Regions from separate parts of the Mus musculus genome. Here regions 2, 3 and 4 are each linked to region 1. A link is a contact called in public Hi-C and HiChIP or PLAC-seq data. All regions are on one chromosome and are shown on one strand. The core of a region is the stretch at or near the end of the contact, and the rest is flanking DNA. Distances in the headings are between cores, read along the strand shown.

Region 1 (3,215 bases), core at 330-2,829:
ACACACATGATATGCAAAACAGTTAAATTAAAAAATAAAATACTATAATATTTGATATAACCAATCTACATCTCCCTGTATTTTTCAAATCATCTATAAATAACCTACATTACACTATACAATGTAAATGCCAAATAAACCACCCTTTATACCATACTATTTAGAGCAGAAAAGGAAAAACAGTTTAGCCACGTTTGAATTGGAGTCTCATCGTTGTGTCATCCAGGTTGACCTCCCACTCTTATCTTCCTGACTCTGTCTCTTGGATGCTGGCTTACCTACAGAACACCTAGCTTCTCCAAAGTAGTTTTTATCTGCTGTTGGTTTATATCTGCTGAGTCTGGTTGACTAAGTGTGAAATCCATGGAAGAAGACACAGGGATCCAAGCGAACATGCTTTAGGGAACAAAGTGTGAACCATACACCCTCTCTGTGTGACAACAGAAGCCATAGTGGGTACAGATACTCAGGGTAGTTCTCAAACACAAACAGCAGTCATTTCCTGTAACCACATTCACATTACTGGGCCCCAGCACGGCTCACAGGACCTTAACACAAATGTTATTTGATAGTCGGACCCTCCACACACAAACCACACGAGGAAGTGGGCAGCCTCAGGTACAATGCTCTCACAAGCAGCTGTTTCCCACATACCCTAAAAACGGTGTAAAAGAGCCAAACCTCATCTAGCTTCCTGACAGCACATGAATGCTAGATTTCCATACTTCCGATTCTCAAAATGGATTCAAGGTAAGAAGGAGGAACAGTAAGCCTGGGGCTCTGGGGCTGAGCAAGCAGAAGAACAGGCTCAGGGTCCACCAACAAAACAAAGGAAGGGAGGAAAACCTGAGCTTTCATCTGACACACAAACTTTATCAAAACTTCGCCTATGTCCCACAGACATCAAATCTTGCAGGATTCCACCACCATTGCCACGAGTGTGATAAAACAATAACAAACAAGAGAACAACAAAAACAAACAAAGGACAAAACTGGACAAATCCTGGGGTATTGATCCAAGCTTAAAGGCACTAAGGGTATGGGCAACCCCCTGAGAACAGCCCAACCCCGTCTCTAAGACGCAGGCTCACTCAGCCAATAAGAGGCCACAAGGGTGGCAAAGCCTGCCGCCCTGGACAGACTAGGTCCCTCTTGGTTTTGATACCTCTTCGTACCAATCCCTGCAGGATTCTTATGTCATGCCCATTCCATGCGCCAAGTTAGCTCCTCCCATCCAGGTCCCACAACCCCAGCACCCTACCCCACCATCTTCAGCCAGCTCGTAGCAGAGCTTACCTGGAACCCCAGGTTCAGGCTGTCAGCAAGCAGAATCTAGAGAAGGAAGAGCCTGTGCTCTGGCCTCAAATAGCTGCAGGGCGCAGCGTGGGGAGGTCCCAGAGTCAGGAAGTCCCAGGGGAGGTGTCAGAGGGGCTGTGGGCTGTCCGGGTGAAAAGGAAAAGAAACGGAAAAGCAGGATCGCTGCACTTTGACCATTGCCTGCAGTCGGGTTCAGCAGCTAGCTGCAGACTGGTCTAGTTAAATCAGGAATCCTCGCTAGCACTGTTTGTTTGCTATGACTACCTACTTCAGAAAACCAAGGGATTTAACCAAACCGCTTGGATGAAGCAATTAGAAGGGTGTCCACTAGGGGGCATGCAACGCCCGCCCCCCCCCCCCTCTTCCTCTTCTCTTCTTTCCCCCTCCTCCTCTCTCCCTGTCTTCCTCCCTCTGTGGGAGGGTGTGTTCCACACTACATGAGTGTTATGGCCTCAATGACTAAAATGTGCTAACTCTCAATGGGAATAAATGAGACAGCATTAAACAGAAATGTTGGGAGTTCCTTTCAGGGTTATAACCAGGGTCCAAGTTTTTGCCGAGTATGCACAGAAAACCACAGAAGCCTCCCTTGTAATTACTGTGTCCAAGACTCCACTACTGTCCCAGCCCTCAGGTACTGACATTTTATATAAATGGCAGAAAAACTCTAACATCTCACATCTCTCCTATCGAGCAAAAAGACCCGGTGGAGAGAATGCTGGCCAGGTTTAAGAGACTGGTCAGCTCTGGAGACCTCAGATTCTTTTCTGCCTTCTTCACTCTCACACCAGGACAAGGATCCCCAACATTGACCTTTCTGACATTTGAGTTAGGTGTGTCTCGGCTGTGTCTAAGCTGTAGCACCTTATAGAATGTTCAGCACCACACTGGCCTTTCTAGGTGTCATAACAGACCAGGCCACCACACCAGCTGTGAGATGTGACTCTTGACATACAGAAACACAAAGGAATGCTTCATTTAGCCTCTGCATTCTTTCCAGTGCAGCTTTATTGCTCTGGCTTATCCTTCTGGCCCACCCTTTTTCAAACTACAGGGCACATAGCCTCTGTACCTGTGCACATTAGGGTTCTTCTGTATAACTAACTTCCGGTTTATCATCAACAGGGAGCATTATTTCGGTTCTCTACCACAGATCTACAAGTCGTTACTTTAAAATGTTTGGGTGACCTCTCTAAAAAGATTGCACAGAATTCTCTCTTATCTCCTTTTCTGGCTTCTCTGAATTCCTTTGTGTGTATCTTGATAGATGTTTTGACTTTAAACCATTTCAAGGGTTGTCATAACTAGCATACAGCTAAGCTCCCGTCCATGTTAATTCACACAGAGTCATCCAGCTGGGGTATCAGTGTGTGCATTCCAATTAAATGAGTCCTGAGATGGAAAAATACCCTGGAGTGAATCCAGATTCTTAAAAGGATAAATACACGGAACGTTTGGTTAGTTGTGGAATCCATCCTCATAAGGACGGTACCTGATGGCGATTCTCTGCAGAGTCCAATTCCAGCCAGTCTTCTGGGTCTTTTGCCAAACTTATGTATGTACGTCCTGAGAAAAATCCATATTTTTGTTGTCTTGTTTTGAAATAAAGTCTCACTATATAGCCTATACAGGCCTCAAACTCTGACTTTCTGCCTCCACTGTTGATAGTCACGAGCCCTCATGCACACATGTAAAATCCGGCTTTTACAAGAATTCTTCTGCTAGCCAACCCAAACTCTTCCTCTTCTATACCTGATCAGTCTTGATATCTGACCACCAGCAACCATGTCACCCAGACAGCATCTGATCACCCTGGCTTGTCTTCAGCAGGGGTGAGAATGCCAGTCACTTGCAGTGTTTGCTCCTAGTATTTTTTTTTAACCTACCATCACCTGCCT
Region 2 (3,323 bases), core at 217-2,716, 970 kb before region 1:
CCAACAGGAGCCAGAGAGGAAGCAGGACCAATTTCTTCCTGTCCCTAGGAGAGCTCTGAAATATCTTATATCTATTTTCCTTCTCTTGTGCTAAAGCGTCCTGGACAGGGGACAACTCCATTTCTGAAACCTATTCTCTTTTTCTCTCTCTCGTGTTCAAGGCCTCACTCTTTATCTCCTTCTGGGAATTCTGCCAAAGAGAGAAGAGGCACAGTGGTAGCTACCGATAGTTGTTCTCCAGCGCCCTGCTTTTCTAACTTTCCCAATTTCTCTTCAACGTGACTAATTCTTTTACTTATATATTTACCATTCCTATTTCTGGGAATTAAGGACAACATAAATGTACTTGAGCTAAGAATTTTTCTAACATCTGTTTTGGTTGTTGTTGTTTTTTGTTTTTTACTCTTTTTATTTTATTTTAAATCCTACTCCTTTCACCTGGAGCAGCTCCTGGCTGTGGACAAATGCCTATTTAGAATTCCCTCGCCCCATTATGCAGCCACACCTTAGGCGAAGCCCATGTCGGGCCAACACTTCTTCAGCCTAGCCTGTATCCTCCTGAAAGCACTTTTTTACAGCAGCAGTTTCAAAAAATAAAATTTATGGCTAGCACTAGCATTAATGCTGCATGTTGCTTACAGTGCTTCATGGATACTTTCACTTTTCTTCTGTTTTCTGTGGCGCTCCACCCAAGACAGCACTTCTCAGTAGTCCCCCCTTCACCCCCACCCCAGTTTTCAAGTCCATCTGTAGCCATCTAGCAGCCATGGTTGAACTGGGTTTACCTGAAACGGGGGCTAGAAATAAGGTAAAGGGGTGAGAGAAGGATGAAGCTAAGACAAAGGTTCTGATCAAGGCTCAAAGTTTGATAATAAGCTTTGTGTTTATAAAGGAAAAAAAAAACCCACAAAATCCATCCACTTCTTCAGCTTGAGTATGTTGTAGCAGCAAGGTCAGCGCAAAAACCTTAAAGTTCCCATGGGTACCTGCAATTGCAGCCAAGACAGATGTCTGTGTCCAGGTTGATAAGGTCTGTTTAGCCTGCTGAAGGCTGGGAATACTGCTCATCCTTTTCATGGCTGGGAAAGGCTTACCCAAAGCTGAGAAGGCTACACTGGGACACAGGCACTGACCACCTTTCTTTATTTTTCTGTGCCTGCTGAATAAGATCTCTACCTCCAGCCCCAGTAGTTAAAAGTCTTTTCTTCCTTTCTCACTTTAAACTTATGATCTGCTTTGTCACAAGTATGTCCATCCACTAAGTGCTGGCACACTTCTGGCATCGCTAAGTGGAGGTAGCCAAAGCATCCAGAAAGTACCAGAAAGATCAGCTGCCCAATCTGAGGCAAAGTGGCCAAGAGCCAGAGGATAGGCTAGATTGTGGGTCCGCAGGCACTCACCTGGCCTTACTTACTCTCTTCCTTTTCCTACTCGGGAGCGGCCGCACCCTGGCCTTCAGACTCCTCCCGACTCTCCGCCCCCCATAAGTATTTAAGGCCTCGGGCGCGGTTGGGGCCTCCTCATCTCTTCTCTGCTTGCTACCAGTCCGGAAATCGAGAATCTAGGAGAATCTAGGGTATGCTCTTCGGTGGGCTGAGGCGGGGGTGGGGTGGCGGGGTGGGGGTGGGGAGCTGGGGACGCAGGCGGGTGTGGCGCGCGGCGAGAGCCCTGTGGACCTGACTCGGGTTCCCTCTGCTGCACAGCGGCTTCAGCGGGCCGTGACGCAGCCAAGTGAGTCGCCTTGTGATCCCAGCCATCTGGTGACATCGCCGCCCTCCCAGATCTGCCAGAGTCCTTGGAGGCGACGGCTAGCGAGGGATGGGGGCTGCGCGGAGCCGGCCTGGCTGCTGCGCGGGGCCCCGGGGCTACAGGTGATCACGTATGTCCTTCGATCCGGAGTGAACCTGGAGACTCCAGAGACGCAGGCTGGTGACGCACTAGGACGGGCGTTGGGATCTGGGAGGTGGGGGAGAGAGACCAAGGGCTGGGTGCTCAGACCCTTTCCTGTCCAGTGTGCCTGAATCTCCCAGGGGCGCTGCCCAGGCTGTGCTGGGAAGTTTGTGACAAATCTTAAGCACCCCGGAGGCCCACAAACATAAATACTTGTGAGAAACAATTCCAGATCTTTGGGTTTTGTTTGTTTGTTTGTTTGTTTGTTTTCCCTCCTACTAAACTCACAAATTTGATATCTGTCAGGTTAGGAGAAAATCATGGGCAAAGTTTTTGACAGTTTCTGTGCCAGAAGCACTTGGCATGTGAACTTGTTTTTTCCTCCCTCCTCTTTTTGATGGACCCAGAGCCTTGTAATGCTGAGCAAGTTCTTTCCTACTGAGATACATGCCTGGTCTTCCTCCTTTCCTCCCGTTAGGTTAGGTCTTTTCTCCACATTAGGATCAGAAATATGGACAGCTAGTATTCATATGGTGTCAGAAACACTGAGTGAGGGAAAACTGGGCGAGGTTTGGCACTTATTTTTCTGACTGCTTGGGAGGCAATTGATTGTAATAGGTCTTTTCCAGAGGCTGCTCATTTCCTTCCTCCAGTGGCTTAGGAGTTGGGTGTTGGATCTAATATATCAAGTAACCTTGGGTAAAAGTATGTGTGATCAGGGACTGTGGCGCTGGGGCTTGTGGGATGATTGCTGTTATCCGTTTACATGGGGTGTGTCCTAGTGTTTCAAGGCTGCTCTGAGTAATTGTATCCGATATGGCTTGTGTCATCACGCAGAAAGGGTGTGTTTGGGGCACTCTTGGCTCCATATACCAAGTTTATTTGGCTTCCTATACCTGCATGTCTCCCCATACCATCTCATACATGGATTTTACTTTTAGTCAACATGAAGCAGAAATCAAAATCTGATAGAAAACATTGAAGGAGAACTGAGATGTGTTGCTGTATACCTGTAATCCCAGGACCCAGGAGGCTGACGCAGAGAAATGAGAGTTTGAGCCCAATCTGGACTGCATAGACTCTTTCCCCTTTCTTGTTTTCTAAACAGCATGCTAATAGGGATCATTTATCTAGCTTTTACATTGTGCTGGGTATTTACACATCTCTAAACCATTTAAAGTTCACAGGGGCACTTATATTGGTTAGATCAAATATTAAGTTATTTTACATAAGTTAACTGAACACTTGAAGATTTGGCATCTTCAGATATCAACTGATATTCTTCAGATACCCAGAAATGACTGGGTACTTAAAGTTCCATTAGTCCGTTTTTAGTTCAAAGCATCTTTAAATTAGTTTAGTGAGTCAACAGTTGTACCTCCCACCATCATCCCCTTCTCTATCCAAAAGAGCCTTCAAGCATGTGCTGTAGG
Region 3 (3,106 bases), core at 256-2,755, 600 kb before region 1:
ATACACATGCTCTCTTTCAGTATTGTTTTATTATAAGTGCCTTTAAGGATTGATTCTTGACATATAGCTAAGCCTCCACTAGTGTTCCAATGGTTCCTAGAAAATCCTTGAAGTCAAAGGTGAGCTTGAGGAGCAGTAAGAATGTTACCTATTCAGTAACATTCGAATTCACTTCTAGTAGAAACCCTGAAAATAATCAAGCATTACAAAGAACAGATCTAGAAAAGCTCAGGGCTAATCTGCATAGTGATTACTTAGGACAATAGCTGAGTTGCACCCAAACACAGGAATACACAATGTCCTAGCAAATAGGTGGTTTGTCCATGAAAGATTTAGTGGAAGGGCATTCCCCTGGTACAGGTTTCTTCACTAGGCCCAGTGGAATAGCATAATCAGGAATTTACTAAAGAACCCCTGATGGTGGGTTTAACAATAGACTAGCATTGCATCAGAGCATTCACCTGGCACCATTTTAAGTGGTAAATGTGGCCTGGTTCCCTCCATCTTTTGATGTATGCATTCCTTTTGTTTTGTGTCACTGTAACTTGGCAGATGTGTTCTCCTGGTTGTTTGTTTGTTTGTTTGTTTGTTTGTTTGTTTTTCTTCTGTATAAAAAAGCCTGGTGTTCGTTTGGACATTACATTCAGACCCAACACATTCTCTCCTGTCTGCCTCTGTCTGTACCCCATTCTCACCGACTCTATGCCCATCTGTCCAAGACACTGATTCCCATGGATTGAGGGGGGCTGACTGAGCCCGGTCCATGACACTCTTTGTCTTCTCTCCTCTCTCCTCTCTCTTTGTCCTCTCCTCCCTCCCTCTTACTCTCTTTCTCTCTAACCTTCCCCCTCTCTCTTCTACCTTCTCTCTTTCTCCCTGCCTTTCTATAATAAAGCTCTAAAACCATAGAATGTCTCTGCTCATCAAGACCCACTGAGCTTGGAGGATGAGATAGGCTTTCTCCTAATGAGCCGTTTCTAATCTCTTGATGGAAGGCCTTCCTGTGCTCCAGTCAAGATCCGCTGCACTCACTCTTGCTGGTGTTGGGAACCTTACTTCCCTCATTCCTCTTTCCCATAACCCCAGTGGCTTTAGCTAGGGCTCCCAGTAGGGCTGCCCTTTTGCCACCCCGAAGAGTGGGTCAGAGGCTTAAATGCTCACCCGGGGATGAGTGGTAAGTGTATAGCAGCCCTTCCATGCCTGACTGATGAGAGAATAGGTAAAACTCTGACGGGGTCCTTCCCCCTCTTCCCCAGGGCCCCCTATTTTAGTTCCCAGCACATACTTATCAAAATAAATTAGACCTTGTGGCTACAGATGGCCTGCTTGTCTGTGCATAGTAGCTGTTGTGATGTTACTGGTCAAGAACACAGATAAATTGACTCTAGGACAGAATTTGGTAATTCTGTGAGAATTCTAGAGAGCATGGTTCACTAGCCCCCTGACTGATGACTGACTAACGCTCACATGACTCATTACCAGACTCTATTGCTTAACTCTGAAAGAGTCACTTCTCCCTGACCCTCGCATGTCTAAATTCAGTTACCATGCTCACAGAACGAGACATAGAGTCTCCTGTACATGACTGTCAGCAAATTCTTGCTGAGGCACATAGGTGACATGAAGATCTACAGACAAGCCACTAGAGGGCACAGATGTTACCTGGTTAACAGATGTGAACAGCTATCTAGAAAAAGAAATGAGACATGCTGGAGCAGTTGTGGTAGACAGACACCAAGTTATCTGGACAAAGGTCCTGCTAGAGGACACATTAGCCCAAAAGGCAAAACTGATCGTCCACACTAAGGTCCTGGAAATAAGAAAAGAAAAAAGACTCAATGTCTACATGGATAGCAAGTATGCTTTGGCCACAGCCCATGTCCATAGGGCCATATATCAACAGAGGGGTCTACTGAGAACTGGAGGAAAAGAAATTAAGAACAATGAGAAAATACCAGCTCTCCTGAGGGACCTCCATGACCCTGCCAAGGTAAACATCATCCACTGTCCTAGTCACCATTAGACAGATACCATGAAAGCAAGGGACGACAACATGGCAGACCAAGAATTGTTGCAGCCATGACCCTGCTGGTGCTCCTGGCAACAGAGCCCAAGTTTGCCTATACAGCAGAGGATTTAACCCTCATTTCCAAAGATTATAGTTACCAGTTCAACAAAAATAAGAGACTGTGGTATACCTCCAGGGGAAAGAAAATTCTGCCATAAAGACAAGCAGAGTCTATGCTCAAAAAGATGCACTTAGGGATAAGCAAGCTCATCCAGACATTCTCCAAGACTAAGTACCATGTATGAGGTTTAAAACACCTTGTGGAGCAGGTGTTGCACAAGTGTGTGCCCTGCTAAAATGTCAATGTCTGCCACATTACAGTGGATCCAGGGAAAAGGTACCGGGGAGACAAACCTGGCATCTATGGCAAGTAGACTTTACCAACGAAAATATGGGTATAAATACCTTCTTGCCTTTGTGAATATGATCTCGAGATGCATAGAAGCTTTTCACTGTAAAAATGAGACTGCTCAGATAGTCGTCAAGAAAATTATTGAAAAAAATTTCCAAGTTTCAGAATGCCAAAAGCAATAGGGTCAGATAATGGCCTTGCCTTTGTTGCCCAAGTAAGTCAGGGGGTGGTCAAGTATTACAGGTCAAATGGGAATTACATTGTATGTACAGACCTCAGAATTCAGGTCAGGTAGAAAGGATGAATAGAACCCTAAAAGAGACCTTGACAAATTAACCATGGAGACTGGCACAGACTGGGTGGTGTTCCTCCCCCCTGCCCTATTTAGAACCAGAAATATTTCCTCTCAATTCAGTCTTACTCCTTTTGAGATCCTTTATGAAGCTCCCACACCCCTCACTGTCTTGATTGAACCCACATGTTGTTATAATAATGATCTGTATGCTAAGTTAAAAGGCTTACATGTAGTAAAGAAGAAAGTCTGGTCACAACTGGCTACAGCGAATGAGCCTGGTACCTCAAAAACATCTCACCAGTTCCAGCTCAGGGATCCAATCTATGTGCACCTGCATCATGCCCAGACCCTTGAGCATTGCTGGAAGGATCCCTGCCTAGTGCAGTTTACT
Region 4 (3,233 bases), core at 268-2,767, 860 kb before region 1:
GCAAATCAATAGTGACCCCTGGCAGTGTCACTTGACTACAACCCAATCTCTGGGCTAAAGTTGATGGAGCTCTGGAGGTGATCCTGTTTTATGGAAAGCACAAAGTTTAAGCCAAACACATTTGTGTACCCATTGGACAACCTTGAGATCATATGACTTCTGTCAGTAGGTAAGTCAAACATAACTTTAAAGGGGTGAATCCCATCTGATATGGGGAATTTTGTTCTCTATAAAGGATGAAGGGGAAAATAGTCACCATCAGTCTCTAAGGTCAATTTATTTGAAATCTCTTTTAGGGTTTATCTTTTCTACCTATCCTGAACTCTGGGGTCTATGTGCACAATGAAGTTTCTAATCAATCTCTAAAATATTATCTAATCTCTAACTTACCTTGCACACAAATGTAGGTCCATTGTCTGGGCCTATATGCTTAGAAAACTATATCTTGGAAGATTTTTTTTAGTAGTTCCTTTGTTACTGTCTCCACAGTCTTATGCTTAGTTGGGAAAGTCTCAGTCTATCTTGAAAAGGTATCTTTAATATTAGCAAATATTTGTATCTGAATTTTCCTGGTTTTACCTCCATTAAGTCCATTTCCTGAGAGACTCTTGGCTTGGTACTCCTCCTGTATTGAGTACCAGGGTTCTTCTCACTAGCAACTGTATTGGTCAATTGACAAGCCTTATAGTTTTTAATAATTTTAGCTGTTCAAATTGGCATATATAATTCTGATGTGGGACTGGCAGACTAAGTCCTGCATTTTCTAGTATCACATGTATGAAGAACAATGGATCTTTTAAAGTATGTGTATATCCATTTTCTCTAGTATAATCAGTTTGTAGTCAGCTGTACTCCATCATCTCTTATGATACAAAGAGGTGGGCAGGCTTTTGACCTTGATCATGTCTTCTGTCTGGTCAGAGTATGGAATCTCCTGGGTCTAGGGCAATCAAGGATGTGAGGGGCCCAATTTTTCAGGGCACTCATTGGGCTGTCTTGTTGCCTTCTGGGATGGAGTTTAGTTCTTCCTTCTGCTGTCAGAAGGTCCCTCTCCTTATAAATAGCCTAAGGAATATGAGTGGTAGCAAAGGCACACTGGCTATGTGTGTCTCTTGCCTTTTCTCAGCTCCAGTGCCTTGGTCAGAGCTGCCAGTTCATCTTTCTGGGCTAACATTCCTGCCAGGAGTGGCTCTGCCCATATGATCTTGGTGTCTGAGACCACTGCTGCCCAGCATAACTCTGTTCATCCTGATTGAGGCTTTTGCCATTGGTAAACCATTTTACCTCTACATTCACCTTGTACTCAATATAGGAGTACCAAGCCAAGAGCAATTATGCAGAAGCCCATCACTCATGCTCAGGGTCAGGCAGCAGGGCAGCTGAAAAGTTATACTGCAGACATTCAAGAAGAGAGGCTGGTAATGAGTCATCATGGCATAATATTTAACCAGGAGGCCATTGCTGCACTGATGTGTAAACAGGGTGGGGGCCAGCTTCTGCCAATTGGTGACACATTGGCCATTAACTGATGCCAGAACCCTGAGTCTGAGTAGGCATCCCCCAGGCCTAGGGTGGTCACCTGTAGTTGACACAATAGGACCTTCTTAGCAGAGGCTCAATAGCCCAAAATTTTCATGGTATCTAAGAGGTCCTGTGATTTTGTTTTGTTTCTGTTGCCACTAGGAAGTCATTTATAAATGGATGAAGAGACTCTATCTTCAGGTTTTAGCAAGACAGAATGTTGAAGTTATTAATTATCAATAGAAACGCTAGTGGGGTTTCCTTTTACTTTTAGGGATTCACTGTGCTTGGGGAGGGGATACTTTTGATCTTTAAGGCCACCCTTACCTCCTTCTTTTGAAGCTATCTGTTTTAGGCATCTCTTACAGTCTTTTGGTTTGTCTGCCAACAGGATCTTTGCCAGGTCTGGAGTCTGTTGCTTCTGTCCTCTCATCTGCTTCTCCTCTGTAGTCTTTCTTCCATTAAATATTCTCTCTTCTATTATCATTAAATCCCTCAGACTTTTTCTTTAACTTCTTAATCCTCTGGAGCTTTTTCTTAATATCTGGTGCCACCTAATTAACAAAAGCTAGAACAATTTCTGCCTTTGTTTCTAATAATTTAAAGTTCATTGTGGTGTATTGTCGAAATGTCTCCATGACTTTCTCTAAAAGGGCTTTTACTGTCTAATATCATATACTATGGCCAAATTTGTGGGCCATCTTGTGGCTGCCTTGAGACCTGCCAACACAGTCTGATGACTTACCAAGAGCCTCTTTTTACCTTTAAAATCTTTACGGGGTTAAAACCTCTTTTTACCTTTAATGGTGTTAAAAAAAATCTCAATCTGGGCGAGTCAAGGGAAAGCAAGCATATTGGGAGAGGATTCCCTGTGGGACAAGGAACCAGCTTCTTGGCCTCTTCTGTGGTGAAGGGAACCTGTAGAATACAGTAGAGGTAACCTGTCTCATGTTAATATGTCTGTCTAAGTAAAAGTCACTTCTTTAAAGTCAACTTGTCAAAATCACCTGTAAAAGTCATTTTGTTAAAGCAATAAGCCCATCAAAGTCAAAATTACTTCATCAAAATAACCTCATCATCATCATTATGTAACGAGAAACACAAACATAATAAATAAAACCACAAATAAAACCTTTTTTTTTTTTTTGTCTATTGAGCAGAAACAAGAAATGATCAGAAAATGGTGCTCACATAAAAAGAACTCTTTATGCCACTGAAAACACAAATCTAACTTGCTCTCTCTATCAGGCAGAAATGAGAAATAATCAGAAAATGGTGCACACCCACAAGAAAAGGATCAGATTGGTGGGTGTCTCTTGACTCCCCCCAAGCCCACACCCACCCCAGACTGAGATTCAGGATGTCTCCTGACCCTGAGATAACCACAGCTCACAGATACGTCTATCCTAACTTCAACAAGCCAAAGAAACACATTCGAAGCCTTGAACTACAAAGGATGTGACATCGTTTAGAATCTGTGAACAGAAAAAAGGCACAACCAGAAGCAAAATTCAACCAAAAACAGAAAAAAATACAACCTGTAGTAACAAGAACAAACCAGAAGGTGGCACGCACAGACACATGAAAACTCTCAGTACAAATGTTTACTCAGACCTGGAAAAATCACCATGGCAACATAAGTCATTTATCTTTACACAAGTTTTCATTACACTCTGTAGATCTCACAGAAAGTTTTTAACATTTAGAGAAAT

Evidence for each region. A called contact is a pair of places that touch in the nucleus more often than the background predicts. HiChIP or PLAC-seq counts read pairs in DNA pulled down with a chosen protein or histone mark.
Region 2: a Hi-C map of embryonic fibroblasts shows a contact between it and region 1, with 13 times the contacts expected there. The contact joins the promoter of 1110046J04Rik here to the promoter of Serpinb6b in region 1. A contact is called at or near these places in 12 of 39 promoter capture datasets (the 3T3-L1 cell line, cranial neural crest, embryonic stem cells and 8 more), 1 of 484 Hi-C or Micro-C datasets (embryonic fibroblasts), 5 of 115 datasets of contacts at active chromatin or transcription factors (the 230-238 cell line, forebrain, large pre-B cells and 1 more) and 1 of 9 other capture datasets (macrophages).
Region 3: an H3K4me3 HiChIP or PLAC-seq map of the 230-238 cell line shows a contact between it and region 1, with 16 read pairs. The contact joins the enhancer-like site here to the promoter of Serpinb6b in region 1. A contact is called at or near these places in 3 of 39 promoter capture datasets (the 3T3-L1 cell line, hippocampal neurons and stem cell-derived epiblast-like cells), 2 of 15 datasets of contacts at CTCF or cohesin (large pre-B cells and pro-B cells), 1 of 484 Hi-C or Micro-C datasets (the Ba/F3 cell line), 4 of 115 datasets of contacts at active chromatin or transcription factors (the 230-238 cell line, large pre-B cells, pancreatic cancer cells and 1 more) and 1 of 9 other capture datasets (embryonic stem cells).
Region 4: a FOXA1 HiChIP or PLAC-seq map of pancreatic cancer cells shows a contact between it and region 1. The contact joins the enhancer-like site here to the promoter of Serpinb6b in region 1. A contact is called at or near these places in 7 of 39 promoter capture datasets (the 3T3-L1 cell line, cranial neural crest, embryonic stem cells and 2 more), 2 of 115 datasets of contacts at active chromatin or transcription factors (large pre-B cells and pancreatic cancer cells) and 1 of 9 other capture datasets (embryonic stem cells).

Annotation. Positions count from the first base shown.
Region 1 is chr13:32,963,625-32,966,839 of GRCm38.p6, reverse strand. Serpinb6b (serine (or cysteine) peptidase inhibitor, clade B, member 6b) reads right to left here and starts at 1,579. Exons shown (of 7, transcript NM_011454.2): 1 at 1,297-1,579.
Region 2 is chr13:33,934,175-33,937,497 of GRCm38.p6, reverse strand. It overlaps 1110046J04Rik (RIKEN cDNA 1110046J04 gene), which reads right to left and starts at 1,466. Exons shown (of 5, transcript NR_040707.1): 1 at 1,401-1,466. Serpinb6a (serine (or cysteine) peptidase inhibitor, clade B, member 6a) reads left to right here and starts at 1,415. Exons shown (of 7, transcript NM_009254.3): 1 at 1,415-1,576.
Region 3 is chr13:33,560,285-33,563,390 of GRCm38.p6, reverse strand. Gm6093 (predicted gene 6093) reads left to right here. Exons shown (of 3, transcript NR_131141.1): 3 at 1-905. Among named protein-coding and RNA genes, the nearest start is that of Gm6093, 7.5 kb to the left of the region's middle. Within about 2 kb of position 1,505, at least 34 of the 459 cell types and tissues checked have an H3K27ac peak or open chromatin away from gene starts, as enhancers often do. A contact at or near this core is called in the 230-238 cell line, the Ba/F3 cell line and pancreatic cancer cells, where this site is marked.
Region 4 is chr13:33,821,820-33,825,052 of GRCm38.p6, reverse strand. No RefSeq gene overlaps it. Among named protein-coding and RNA genes, the nearest start is that of Serpinb6e, 20 kb to the left of the region's middle. Within about 2 kb of position 1,517, at least 7 of the 459 cell types and tissues checked have an H3K27ac peak or open chromatin away from gene starts, as enhancers often do. A contact at or near this core is called in pancreatic cancer cells, where this site is marked.